Linked DNA regions of Mus musculus: region 1 is linked to region 2. Evidence: chromatin contacts called from public Hi-C data. All regions are on one chromosome and are shown on one strand. The core of a region is the stretch at or near the end of the contact, and the rest is flanking DNA. Distances in the headings are between cores, read along the strand shown. Region 1 has its middle 5.2 kb from the start of Mir298. Region 2 has its middle 62 kb from the start of Vapb.

What was found. Hi-C and Micro-C count contacts between places; a contact is called where the count stands out from the background.
Region 1: a Hi-C map of muscle stem cells shows a contact between it and region 2, with 1.8 times the contacts expected there. The contact joins two enhancer-like sites. A contact is called at or near these places in 23 of 39 promoter capture datasets (the 3T3-L1 cell line, 3T3-L1-derived adipocytes, the C10 cell line and 12 more), 2 of 15 datasets of contacts at CTCF or cohesin (embryonic stem cells and pro-B cells), 49 of 484 Hi-C or Micro-C datasets (the AtT-20 cell line, DN3 thymocytes, LSK cells and 20 more), 18 of 115 datasets of contacts at active chromatin or transcription factors (craniofacial prominence, embryonic forebrain, embryonic hindbrain and 9 more) and 4 of 9 other capture datasets (adipose tissue, embryonic stem cells, liver and 1 more).

Annotation. Positions count from the first base shown.
Region 1 is chr2:174,269,150-174,276,426 of GRCm38.p6, reverse strand. No RefSeq gene overlaps it. Among named protein-coding and RNA genes, the nearest start is that of Mir298, 5.2 kb to the right of the region's middle. Within about 2 kb of position 4,771, at least 9 of the 459 cell types and tissues checked have an H3K27ac peak or open chromatin away from gene starts, as enhancers often do. A contact at or near this core is called in muscle stem cells, where this site is marked.
Region 2 is chr2:173,796,269-173,803,069 of GRCm38.p6, reverse strand. It overlaps the pseudogene Gm14371. Among named protein-coding and RNA genes, the nearest start is that of Vapb, 62 kb to the right of the region's middle. Within about 2 kb of position 1,534, at least 27 of the 459 cell types and tissues checked have an H3K27ac peak or open chromatin away from gene starts, as enhancers often do. A contact at or near this core is called in muscle stem cells, where this site is marked.

The DNA of each region.
Region 1 (7,277 bases), core at 3,522-6,021, 470 kb before region 2:
AACTCTCAACATCCCTTTGTAATAAACTCCTTGAACCAGCCAGAAGCAGCTGTGTGTAGTGTAACAAAGGCCATAGATGACAGATCTGCAGCCAGCATTCTACTACGTGGGGACAAATCAGAACCTCCATTATGGTCTAGGCCAAGAGCAACGAGAGCAGAGAAGCAAGCACAAGCATGGCTCATGGAGAGGAGGAAGTGGAAGCATTCTTAGCAGATGACATGGTTCCACACAGAAGACCTTAGCCCAGGGGAAACCCTGAGAACCAACACTGTCAGCACAGGACAGGACAGTCACAAACCTGACACATCATGTGCTCCAGCAACAGACCCAAGGAGACCAGAGAAATGGTCTCTTCGAGTTGCTTCCAAAACAAAACAAATCAGCCCTTGCAATAGGCTTTTTTTTTTTTTTTTTTTAGGTAATTTTTGTTTTGCTTAACACCATAGATTTCTTTTGAAATTTTATCATCATAAAATCTCAGGGTAGGACCTCTCAGCTCAGTGTGCTCTTGGGTAGAGTTCAGCCTTTGGTAGGCCTGAGCGTCTTTTACTGTAAAATTGTTTTCATGTCATTCTTCTGGTTTGTTCTCATCCAGCAGTCGGTTGTCAACTTGTGGATTGTATGCGATCCTGTTAGGGTCAAAGGGCCCTTTTAGGGTCACACAAGACCATCGGAAAGAATGTAGATATTTACATTATGATTCATAACAGCAGAGTGATAGTTATAAAGGAGCAATGAAAATAATGTTATGACTTGGATAAGCACAGCATGAGGAACTGTGTAAAAGGGTTGCAAAGTTAAGGTTGAGAGCGGCTGCTCTAGTCAGTTGGATGCCATCTAGTTAGGCTTCTGCTTTTATTCTTCTGAGTTTTTTCTAATTACTTCACCCTTAATTTATGACTCACTGTGTTTTCTGAAATTACACAAGAGAGGAGCAGTCTTGTTTGACTTGCTTTTTAAAGAGCTTTTTCTCTCCAGTCACTGCTTTCTGCGTGTTAGGTGGTTGGTGTTAGCATTGATGCTGGGAACGGGGGCGGTAATGCCTATAAAGGTGTTAAGCCCATGGCCGAGGTGGTGGGAAGGGAAGGGGACTTAATCATCTTGGGTAGAAAGAGCCCCAACGGTCAGACCCAGCCAAGCTGCATTGTGTCTGTGTGAAATACAACTCTAATTTCCTTTCAGTGGGTTTGCTTGTTTTTGAGACAAGATAGGCCATGGAATAGAGAGAACCCAGAGTGAGGTTGGATGGTGGTCGTCTGTTGTAGAGCCTGCCTCCCTACTCTTCTTGTCGGGGCATCATGCTGCAGAGTGGCTTATGCATGCCAAGGTGCTACAGAGCCTCCAAAGGAGCAGTGGTTTATTTCTAGGGCACACAGCACAGGGAGCTAACCGATACTTGGATATACCAGGAGATGCCTTCCTGGGAATGTGTCCTGTGCACTTGAGCTGAGGCTGAAGGCTGATCCTGTGGTGGCAGGGGTGGTACAGGCAGTCAGCAGGATTGTGGGACAGCGGGATGAGTCTGGGAGTGTTGTTGAGTGGTAGGAAGCCCTTACCCTGGGACCAGGAGGTGCCTAATCAAGTTTGTTTCAAAGCTCTTATCTGGTACCAGGTTTAAGAGATAAATGGGAAAACCAGAGTTGGTGGTGACTACAGAAATATATGAGATGGGAGGTGGTAAGAGAGCTTCAGTGACTAATGCAGAAGCCAGCCACAAAGCTTGAGGACAACATCCCAACACCCATGTTGGGATGGATCTGTGTATCCTTCATTGAGTGAGAGAAATAGGGAACACAGCTGGTTGTGTGATAGCACTCCAAGTTCCCACATGCTGAGCATCCTTCTGCACTAACCTGTGGGGTTCGAAGTAGTCTTGGGCCCCACAGGAAAAGGCATCAGATGCTGCAGAGTTTCAGTCTGGCCCTTGATGGAGAGAAGTAGGAAAGCCGGTGCCAAGGAACCCACCTTTGCGTGCTCCACATTACTTCTGGCTTGTTGGTCTTGCAAGTTCTAGAACTAGAAGAGACCAGAGAGACCCAGCCTTAGCCACCCTCAGTTTACAAGTAAGGACACAGGCTGGGAGAGGGAAGGGAGGGAGGGTCTTAGAGTCTAGGAAAGCCAGCACGTGAGCTCAGTTTGCATAGTCTGAACTCTCTCTCAGATTTTAATGCACCACAGGAAGAGTGGCCCAGCACTCAGATGCCAGCCCTCTTGACATCAGATCTATTTCTTTCTACAACCAAATGGACACTTGACAGTTCCACATTCTTTTCTTGATCACTTCAGTGCTGACATTCCACTGGCTCCTTTTTGAAAAGGCAGGAACTTAGAAGTGCCTTGGAGGCTAGAAATAGAACTATACTATGCCCCAGTAGTCAAGCCTGGCCAAGTCTACACAAGGCCAGAAGGACTTGGCCAAGGCAAAAGCTGATGTAGTTCGGTGGTGTACTTTTTCTGCTGGTTATTCAAAAGTCTATCCATCTCCTAAAGCTCCCATGATTACTTAAACCTCGCACCAGACAGTGGAGGTACAAAAAGGCGAGCCTGCTGTGTCTCAAGATGTCTGCTCCATGAACCCATGGCAGACTAGAAGCTCCACTGGGTATATGTGGTTGTCTAAATGATATGTACTATCTAATAACTTCACAAAAACCACATAGAGCTAAGGCTTAAGTCACTTTGTGCTCAGAGTCTCTGCGTGGGAGAGGGCTGGGATTGTTTTCCTTGCTTGTGGGGCTAGGGCGTGACCTTGGCTTAATCACTCTTTGCCCATCAGAGAGGTAGGTTAATGTCAGCAAACAGTATTTCTGAGCTTTGCTGTGAATGGAAAGTGAGGAAGGACTTGGAGGAGTGGGTAGTGGTGGGGTCTAGGGAAGGAACGGGGAGCTCTAGGTTGTGGGTTCATTTTCTTTAGTCTGGGGGGTGACCGGACTTGTACAAGGCCATTTGCCAACCTTGGTGGTGACTCCTAAAGAGCTCACTCGGATCACAGGCACTCACCCCTCCTTTAATAGCACCAAAGCCCAAAAGAGACCCCCCCTCTTCTAATCCTGGATCTAGACATTTGAAGCTAGGAATGGCCACAATTTAAAGAATGCGCTCAAGTTTAGAAGTCAAGGTCCTTGTCCCCAGCCCCACCTGCTGCCTCTCCCCTGGCATTGTTGAGTTAGTCACAGTGTAAGTAGAGTAGTGGTGGTCATTACAGACGACTATTGTCGTATTGCTCTCAGTGCATTTAACAGAGTAAGCTGCCTGTTCCATAACCCCTTTGCTTTCTCCTAGACAGGGTTTCACTCTGTAGCCCCGGCTATCACATGCTCACTTTGTAGACCAGGCTGGCCTTGAACTCAGAGATCTGCCCTCCTCTACCTACCCAGTGCTGGATTAAAGATTTATGCCACCATACCCAGACTGATTTTTTTTTAATTGACTTATGCGTGGTGGTAGTGGGGGTGGGGGCACACATGTACAGAGGTCACAGGACAGTTGTGGGTTTTGGAAATGGAGCTCAAGTTCTCAACAGCAGAGCAGACATCGATCCTGTCCCCCTGCCAGCCGCCTCCTGACGCCCAGCGGGGATGTTAACGCTCTGGGGAAGAGGAGACGGATTCTAGTTCTAATAAGTTGAATTGCAACCAGGATAAATGGCTTGGGCCTATTTTCTTTCCTTGACATTTGCCTCCTAATAATACATGGAAGAAGACATTGTCTTGAGGGACTTGGCTGTGACATTTACCATCTTTGGACACGTTTACTTTGCAGAGGAAGCAGCCTTTATCATAAAATGCTTGACCTGTGGCCTTTGGCTTCAGGGAGCTGCTTCCTAGATTCCTTGGGCCAGGAAAGGCCCTGCTTCCAGCCAGAGCCTTTACATGAGTCTTTCAAAATATTTCCAGAATCCTATTTTCATGTACACATTCTTACGCCTATTAAGGCGGTTTTTAAGTATACCAAGTACAGGTGAGGCTAGCAAGCCCAGGTGATGGCTGTGCATCTCCCCTGGAGCCTTTCAAGGTATAGAAAGCACGAAGCTCCCTTGGTAGTCTGGGACAACAGTGACTTTCCTTATCCTCCAGTTAATGGTCTTTTGGTTCTTTGGATAAGTAGAAGCCACCCTCAGCCAGGCGGCGGTGGCGCACACCTTTAATCCCAGCACTTGGGAGGCAGAGGCAGGTGGATTTCTGAGTTCGAGGCCAGCCTGGTCTACAGAGTGAGTTCCAGGACAGCCAGGGCTGCACAGAGAAACCCTGTCTCGGAAAAAAAAAAAAAAAAAAGCAGAACCCACCTTCTCTGTCCCCTAGAGAGAAAGTAGGGAGCATTTGAGCAGCCGCCCCATGTTCCTTGTGAGGTGCCATCTCCCAGGATGGGAACTGCCTTGGGCCTCAAGTGCAGATAAAAGCCTTAAGAGCTCCCTGTAGCTACCCCTTGGACAGCCTCCAGATTGGTCTTTGGCAGTCTCTGTTTTTTCCAAGGCCAAGTCAATGTATGTTCAGTAGCAGGCACCAGGCACATCCAGCTCTGCCCTTTTGGGAAGAATGTGTGGTGGGGACACTTGGAGTCCACCTAATGACAGTTGTCGCTATCTGTGTGGAAAGATTTTGTCCTAGCCAGTTGCTAGGCCTCTTTGTATTATATTAATAGCAGGGCCATGGGGTCTACTGGGGTTGGAAGCCAAGGAGAAGAGGACAGCTGTGGCGGACATCACACCATGCTCTAGGCATGTGCTCCCATATCACAGGCACACAGATGGCCTACACCTTGTCCTGCCGCTCAAAACGCCCCCAGTCCCCTGCCTGGCTTCTCCTTATAGGGGCAGGAATGGGCTTGTGTGGGCCATCCGTGAGGTGAAGGAGCCAAATTAAGAAAGCCTGACTGGAAAGGGGTTTGACTGGCCTGAGCTGTCAGTCAACAAGCAAGTGTGCTGGGGGCCAGGCATGTGGAGCCAAGGAAGGCAGCAGTAGCCCGACAACTGCGAGCATTGGCTCCTGTGTGGCTTTAAATGTCACAGGCCAAATGGTTGCTCAGTTGGCAGCAGGGTGGAGGGAGGGGGCTTGGAGGATGCATTCGCTATGACTAGATATGGTCAGAATTAGGGACTGAACAATGCCCGGTCTGAGAAGAGGAGCCATGAGAACAACGAATAACCCGGAGACAGGGACAGATGAGGAGTAGGAGCTGGGGCCAAGTGCAGGCAGGGCTGAGGAAGCTTCAAGGACAGTCTAGAGCAGGAAGACCCAGGTAAACCGACTCTCACAGGAACTGGATAGGGAGAAGGCCTGTGGGCCAGGACCTATTCTGGTATCAAAGAGAAATGAGTGTCAAGGTGTTCCTAGGGCTTCTTGCATTTTTCCTTAGGGCTCTAGGCAAGAAGCTGAATAGGTCCAAAGTAACACAGACCAAGACCTAGACCTCAGAAAGAACGAGCAAATTTGAACACCCACCATTGTAAGATCAGAACTAGAAAACACCCTCTGGTCCTAGTTCTGTCTAGATAAATGATACTTTAGCCATGCATTTCCCCCCATTCTTTCTGTCTGAATAATAATAGCTTATTCATTGATGTTTGGATATTCGATTTTACTACAATAATCAGATACTTAATTTATAACATAAAGGAGCCTCTGGTCCTCTGAATCTGCCATCCACGTGTCCGCAGATGGCTGTGGGCAAGGGGCGGCCGCCCCCTGTTGTTCAGCTTTGGTGCCTGCTACCAGCCAACCTTGTCACTCAACTGAAGAGGGAGCTGGCTTTTGTAGGCATTTGCCCTTTGCCTTTTCTGAAGTAGTGCAGCTGTTCTTGTCCCAGGAACACGGGCCGTCAAAGCTGAGTTGTTGGGCACGTGATCTTTGACTTTGCTATGACATTGGTCTAGGAGGCTGAGACTTGTTCATGAACATAAGCTGGGTCTGCAAAAGAGAAGACCAGGGGATAAACAATGAACTTCCATTGGGGCTTGGGATAGGCTTGATAATCCAGCACAGTTGCCTGGTTCCCTCCTTGTGGCCCCTTAGTAACCTGTGGCTTGTACCACAGAGTTAGGCAATTGCCATGGCAACAAAACATCTAAGCTGTCTGTCCCTGGGCCTCCCTTCACCCCAACTGAGTAGGGCCTAGCCTGGCATAGAGAGGATAGAAGTCACCAAGAAGGTCCTGGTATCTGCAGCTTGCCTCTCTCAGCATATGAGCAGACAGGGAAGGAGGCTCCTGTGTTCATCTCTACCCTATGTCTCCTGGGTTCCCTCCATTTCCTTCTCCCCGGCTCAGTCTTGCTTCTTGGGAAAAGGTATTTTTCTTGGAAACAGTGAGACTTGGTTGATCCCTATCTCCCAAGGCCTAAGTCCTGTGGGCTTCAGGATGGCACTGTGTCACTATGTCGCTGTGTGAGTTGCTTATTGCTCCAAGCTCAGCCTTAGTAATTCAGAAGGCCTCATTCTTATTGACCTGTTTGTAGAGTCTGCAGCGCAGAGGCCTAGGCCTTGGGGGACTACGTGTTCATTTAATTCACTTCAACTTCATGGCAACTAGAGAGAAGCCTAGCTGCAGCCGAGCTCCCAACTTGCCGAGGGCCACCTCGCTGAGGAGTAGGAGTCAAGCCCGCTTCTGACTGAGGGGGTAGCTGGTGTCCAGAGCCTATTTTCCAACCCTGGCGGGCACTGAAAAGCCTTTTGAAGGGGGTCCAAGATGATACTTAGGCTGAGCTGAGTTTAGGCCATCAGAGACCTCGGTGCAGCAGAGCTGTGAGGGAGATAGCCGCTGGGGCTGAGGGCATAGGTTTGGGATGAGCTGGCTGGGAGCTATAGGAAGGCACATAGGAGCACACTTAACAAGCACTGAGGGCCACATGTGAGGTGTCTACTTGGAGGAGTGGCTCGTGGCTCCTAGCTGCCCTTGCAGGGGCTCTGGTACACTCAGGAGTCAAGTGGTTCTTCATGTGAGCAGAAGCTGAGGGGTGACTGGGGCTGATGGAGGTCTGAGCTACCCTCGAATGAGGATTTGGGGCAATGTTCACCGAAACGGTCAAGTCAGAGAGGCTTTCTCTGGGGCCTCTGACAGTGTAAGCAAGAGGCACCCTCCCTCGTACTTGTGGGATCTTCAGCTCTTTTGCAACTCAGCCTGTAGCTAGGGATGGGTCTTTGTAGTCTGCTGGACAGATAAGACAGACATCCACCCCAAGTGAAGATACAGAGCATCCTCTCTCCTTGCAGCTGAGAGCTGGACTGAGTGCTACACAGTTTTGAAGGAACAACTCTAGAGTGTCCTTGAAGATGATGGGG
Region 2 (6,801 bases), core at 285-2,784:
GCATCCTGCCATCCAGGCTGTATCAGTTGTCCTTCTGAGTTGGAGTTGACAACTCTGAAGGGATTACAGCTCCTTAGCTGAAGTCTTGAGTTCAATTCTGAGCAGCCGCTAGGAGCTGTGGGGAGCTGACCCCATGCCCTTGCCAGCCCATCCTGGGGTCACCAGAAGGACCCCTGCTGCTTTGTTCATCCTCAGACAGCTCCCTCGAGGTGGTGCTGGCTCCTGGCCAGGCTTAGGTAAGAGGGCCTGGTGGGATACGGTCTATGTGGCTGCTCTCCGGCTCAGGTTCTCATCTCCCGCCACACACTCAGTGAGCACTGAATAGACCCTGGTCTGTGGCCCACTACAGAGAAAGGGACAATGACAAGCCTGCTGCATGCAGTCAGCAAGCATCTGGGTTTCTGGAACCTGAGGCGGGCAGTGCAGCCTGCTTGGCCCCTGACACAGGGCGAGCAGACAGGCCAGGCAGCACACATGGTGCCTGTGGATCAGGTCTCTGACCAGGTTCTTTCTCCTTCACAGCTAGCGCCAAAGAAACAGCCGGGACTTCAGGGGATGGCCATCTACACTGGGAGACCCAGTGTTAGCAGCCAGTGCCTAATGGTATGCCCATCACTGTGGTCCTGCTCCCACACCCACTGGGCCCTGGATCTCAACTGGGTAAGACTCCCTTAAGCTGCCAACCATGTGCTGCTGGGCTGAGTGGGAGATGTCTCCCTCTGAGCCTTGGCACTGACTTCTGTGAAGTTGAGTCGATTCTCCTGGGTCCCCAGAGGCTGCCTTCCAACCTGAGTGCTTGCTTTCTCTCCTCTGGACCTGGCATCTGGAGGAGGAAACTGTCAGGCATCACGTCCAGCCAACAAGGGTAAAACTGAATGATACATGCAGCCTGTTACACACACACACACACACACACACACACACATACACACACAGGCTTGCCTCTGTTGAGCTGGTGCACTGGGCACACAGTAGGACGTGTGCTAAAGAGGCAAACGGGGATGTGTATAATGTACATTTAGCATGACACTAACTGTGCTGCAAAGCAGAAACGCAGGGTATGGTAACAAATGTCCTAGAGGGTCCCTGGAGATGGTGACATCTGGTTGAGAGAAGTCCCCATTCTGAGATCCACAGGAAGATGGGTCAGGCAGAAAGCACGACCGGTTCAAAGAACTGAGGCAGGAAATAACTGGGCAGAGAGAACCCAGGGTTTCCACCCAGTTCTCCTAGCCCTGCAGCCGTCCACCCTCATCTGTCATAAGCATCAGGTCACTCTTCACCCCCCCCCCGCCCCCAGACTGGGAGCTGAGGGGGAGGGAGTGTGGCTTCCTCGCTTATTCCCGCTCCCCCTCCCCACACCCCTGGGTCTCCTCAGCCCATTCCATTCTGAGGTCAAGGACTGAACTTGCCCTGTCCTCCACATGCCTCCTGAGCTCATGAGGAAATCTGCCTGCCAAACATCTGCTAGCGCTTTGGGTGCCGGGAGGAGGTAGGGCGCCGGCTCTCCAAATTGCTCCTAGCACTTTTCCCAGGCTCTGGGCTGCAGCCCTACCTTATTCAGCCCAACTGGGACCTAGGCAGCTCCTAGCAGAGTCACTGAGTGCACAGAGAGGGAACGTTATGTTGTCCGTTCTGGCCTGCAGCAACACTCCGGAGCAGTTCTAAGAAACTTCTAGAACTTTCTTCCTAGAAAGCCCCACTGTACTCTCCAAGTAGGCCTTGTTGCTTTCTGAGAGGCATGTAGAAAGGGGTCAGTAGGGCTCAGACTTCGAGATGATAGTCTGGATGTCCGAGGAAGGTCATTCCATATTCCAGGCCCCATCTGAGGTTCTCAAATGTACAGGGTGACTTCCCTCACTGTAGCAACCGCCTGGTCTATTAGCCACTGACTATTTTTCTTCAGACCAACTTACTTTTATTTACTTAAACATATTCATGCATCTTTACAACCTTATTGGGGTATAATTGGCATACAGTAAACAGTACACATTTATAGTGTGATATAATTATTTTTAAAGGATGCCTAACATCGCTGTGGATGCAGAGAACAGCCACTCGCCATAAATAAGAAATAACTGTGAAGAGACTCGGTGAAACAAAACCACATAATTGGGTTCTCTCTAGATTCACGGCCAATCTCGGCCTCAGCGTCTGCTCTCGCTGCGAGAAAGGGAGCTGGGGCTTAAGACTCATTGGGCCTCGGCGGAGGCTTTCTCCGTCATGTTAGCAGAGGGCCTGAAGGAAAACTGGGAGCCATTTTCTGCTTGGATGATAACAACTTAAGTATGAAATCCATATTAAGATGGCAACCCAGGTGGGCACCAGGGAATGAGGGGCGTCCCCTGCTACCCACAGCAATGAGGCCTTGGGAAGGTTTTTCTATCCTTGGCTATGACTATGGGGCTGGGAGTCAGTTTGTTCCTTTCCACTTCTGCACACCCCAGGGCCTAGTAACTCTGCTAGCAGACAAGAGCCTGAAGTCCAGGTCAGCTGACCACCTCTCTCTCTCTCTCTCTCTCTCTCTGTCTCTCTGTCTCTCTGTCTCTCTCTCTCTCTCTATCTGTCTTATCTCTCTGTCTCTATCTTTCTCTCTCTCTCTGTGTGTGTGTGTGTGTGTGTGTGTGAGTGTGTGTGTGTGTGTGTGTGTGTGTGTGCATGCAGAGGTAGGTTGTCAGCCATTCTCCACCTTAGTTTTTTGATACACTCTCTCACTGGGATCTGGGACTCTCCATCCATCCTTAGCGAGATCCTCCTGTCTCTACCTTAGAGCTAGGATTATAGGCACACACCACAACTGCTTTTCACTGTGTGGACAATGAAAATGAAACTCGGGGGACATTATGCTCCTGTGGCATACTTTACCCACTGAGCTATCTTTCTGGTCTTGTTTCGGTATAGTCATTTTCACCAACAGCAATGCAGAGTGGCTGGCCCAGATCCTCCAGCAGCCTGCGACCCCTAGAGTATGTGTTGTCGGGCCCTGGAAACAGCTTGCTACTGGAGGATGAACCAGGGAAAGGGGGCACTGGTCAGAGAGAGACACTTGAGAGATGTCCCTCTGCTCAGCGTCTCTGTCCTTCCCTCGGGAGGTAATCCAAGACAGCACTGGGAGCCTGGCACTAAGACTAAGAGACTAAGTACATTGAGTGGTAGACAGCGACCAAAGCCCCAGTTAGGACCATGAGGTTTGACCAGAAGGAGAACTGGAGACCTTTTATGAAGATGACAAGATGGAGAAGTCCTCCCACCCCACCCCCATTGGGGAAACTGAGGCTATGGGGCCCAGGCTTGAGTGAAAGAGGCTGGGGATGCCAAAGCTTAGCTCAGAAAGAGGGGAACACCCAGATAGGTTTTCATTTCTCTGTTCAATACACATCTCCACCCCAGCAGTGTTTCCAATGCATGTGCCAACACTATGCTGCCTCTATCCAGATGCCAGACCCCATTGTTGTGGGTGGCAGGAGATGCCCCTCATGTACAGGATGGCTGCCCCTAGGTCAGGCCTGGATGCCAGGGATGCTGTGTAAGCTGCTGAGCTCCCAGGTCCCAGGTGACTGCATGGTGGCCCTGGGCTTCAGCATGCATGAACTTAGTCTGCTGCACCTGCAATCTCACATGCAACAGCAACCTGGCGTGGCACCCCATCTAGTCGAGGAGTTGTTCCTTGGGGATGTCCCCACAGAATGGGCAGAGAGACAGCACTGCCATCCCACTGGCTACCAGTGTCCCCTGCAAAGTGCTCTGGTGAGTATGGAGCCCTGTGGGGATGCTCTGGCGCCAGCCCAGCAGGTCCTATAGTCTGGTCCTGATAAGGGTCTGCCCCACTCTTCACACTGCCCTCTGGTCAGCTAACCTCAGGACATTAGTACATCCCGTTACCTCTGTGTGAGCCTTCTGGTCTCCACTTCTGCAGGGCTAGATGAATTTTGTAGAGAATAACACAGTTCACCCTCCTTACCCTAGCCATTCTTGGCATGCATCTCCTGGGTTTGGTCTTCGTGATTCTTGCAAGACCCCATAGCTGTCCCTGCAGGGCACAGTGGCTCAGGCAGGTTTCTTCCTGTTTGGTCCTGGTCCCTCTATTACCCACTCTGCACATCTCCTAACACCCAGCATCCCTGCTGTTAGGGAGCCTGCCTGTCACCTCCTCGCAGACACTAAGTACTTCCTTAGGGGAGTTCTGTGGCACCACCCAGTGTGGGGTCTGGCATCTAGATAGAGGCAGCCATAGTGTTGGCACATGCATTGGAAACACTGCTAGGGCTGTGGTTCTCTCTTAGTGACATCCTTCAGGAGCCCAGGGTGGCCAGGGGACAAACCACTGATGTGTGTGTGCACACGTGCTGATGTTATAGGTTGTAGCATCAAACTCCACACACGTTATGGAGTTAGTATAATGAACAGAGGTGGAGTTGGGCTGTGGGCAGAAACTCTCACTACTGAAGCTTAGTGGAAACAAAGGAGGTGGGCAGTGTTTAGGACTGTGGATTGGGACCTGGGCCTCTGTGGGTCCATGTGAGGCCTGTGGTCCTCTTTGTTTCTGTCTTCCTTTGTTTCTTTTTTTCTTTCTTTCTTTCCTGTTGTTGTTGTTGTTGTCATCATCGTTGTTTGAGATAGACCTTCTTGTGTAGTTCTAACTGTCCTGGAAGACACTCTTTAGACCAGGTTGTCCACAGACTTAAAAATCTGCCTGCCTCTGCCTCTCAAGTTGCTGGGATTAAAGGTGTGTACCACCACTGCCTGACTTTTTTTTAAATGTTGTTCTCATTTCTAACACATGGTCTATGGGCTGATCCCCAGAATAGAGGGGCTCTAGCTATAGGGATCAGCCCCTCCATGAGATTCCAAAGCGACCCTAAAGCGGCCATACAATTTCAACTGTATGGAAGCACCATGCTGTCCCTAGACTGTAGAAGAATGGGGCTGTCAGCCTAAGGATGGGATTGGTAGAGTTGTTGATGCTGAGGCCTTCTCTGGCAGCTCTTAATGCCTGAGCACCCTCCTCAGAAAAACATTGAGAAAAATCTTTTGAAAATTTAAAAGGCATCGGGCAGCACTCAGGATACAGAGGCAGGAGGATCTTTGGTTTGAGGCCAGCCTGGTCTACAGAGTGAGTTCTAGGACAGCCAAGGCTATACAGAAACCCTATCTCAAAACAACCAAGGGGGTAGGAGAGAAAGAGAGGAGAGGAGAGGAGAGGAGAGGAGAGGAGAGGAGAGGAGAGGAGAGGAGAGGAGAGGAGAGGAGAGGAGAGGAGAGGAGAGGAGAGGAGAGGAGAGGAGAGGAAAGGAAAGGAAAGGAAAGGAAAGGAAAGGAAAGGAAAGGAAAGGAAAGGAAAGGAAAGGAAAGGAAAGGAAAGGAAAGGAAAGGAAAGGAAAAAAGGAAGGAAGGAAAGGAATGAAAGAAAACAAAACTAAAATATAGAAGGCATTGTCTTTAAATGAAAGTCACTTACACTGAAATAGCCTTCAGATGTGAAGCTGTGACACTGGGTAGCTGAGAACAGGAATTCTTTCTTCACTGTCAAGTCCAAGCAGTAGTGATAAATGCAATGTCTGCAACACGGACGAGGGACAGGCTGACACTCAGGGGCAGCTGGTGACACTGAAAGAATACTGCTTATTGTTAATAGAGATGAAGGCAGATTAGGACTCTGGGTCAGGAACTTCTGACCAGCGTACCCCATATTTATTTAATCAGATTAAACATGGTAGCTCACATCTGCAATCCTAGCACTTAGAAGGCAGAGGCAGGGAGTTCTCAAAAAACCAACAGAACAACAAAGTACAAACAAATGGACAGAGGGAAGAATAAATTCAGCTCTCTCTCAGGAGCTGTTTGAACCTTGGGCCATTCAGCCATCACAAAGCATACATTGAGTGCCTACTGTGTACTGTACACTCAGTTGCAAAGCTAACCGGGGCAACTTCTGCTCCCCCATAGCAACCGTTTGTGAGAATCCCAGGGGTGAACACTAGTGAGGAGAGTCCAAGCCCACCTGCCTTCCTTACACTTTCCAAGTGTCCCCAAAACCCAGGATCTGGGAGGCAGAGAAGCAACACTGCTGAACAGAAAGAGAGCCTCAAGGCTCTTTCAAAATGACCTCGAAATGAATCCCTCTCCACTGAAAACTGCCTCTGCTACTCAAGCCTTAATTCAGAGGTAAAGTTGATTGCCAGCCCCCCACCTCCTTGTTCCAAGAGACACCATAATGGCTGACTGGGTCCGCTCTCCTGGGAGGAGTTCAGGGGCCACTATCCCTTCCCTTCCTGCCACCTGGCCAGTCCCGGTGGCCTCCACAGGCTGGAAAAGTGATTGAGAAACAAGACACATAGAAAGATGTCATTGCAGACCAGCGCCAGATGCACAGACATTAAATTAAAGGTCTGCTCAGCCACCCCCCTCCTGGGGAGGGGGAGGAAGATCGTTTGAGAAGAGGAAATGCTACAGTCAAATCCCCAAATAGCGCCTCTGCTCTCGGGGGGCCGAGCCTTGCCCACGACCCAAACCAGATGGTAAACACTGAACATTTTTAGAAGTTAATTTAAAACCAATTTGATCCCCAAATTTATCACCCGGATATAGAATACTAATCAATCAGTCCGTGCTCCACCACAGTCATCACCTCTGGGGCTTAATTAGAAATTGGTACGTGCCATGGGAGAAATGGCGTGGTGGAATGGGCTCACATCAGCATGAAGTTGGCAAGTGTGAGTCTGGGGGCTTTGTCTGTTAACACATTGGCCTCTGTTGAGGACACCCTGGAGACCTTCAATGGGGACAGGAGCATTGTGTCAT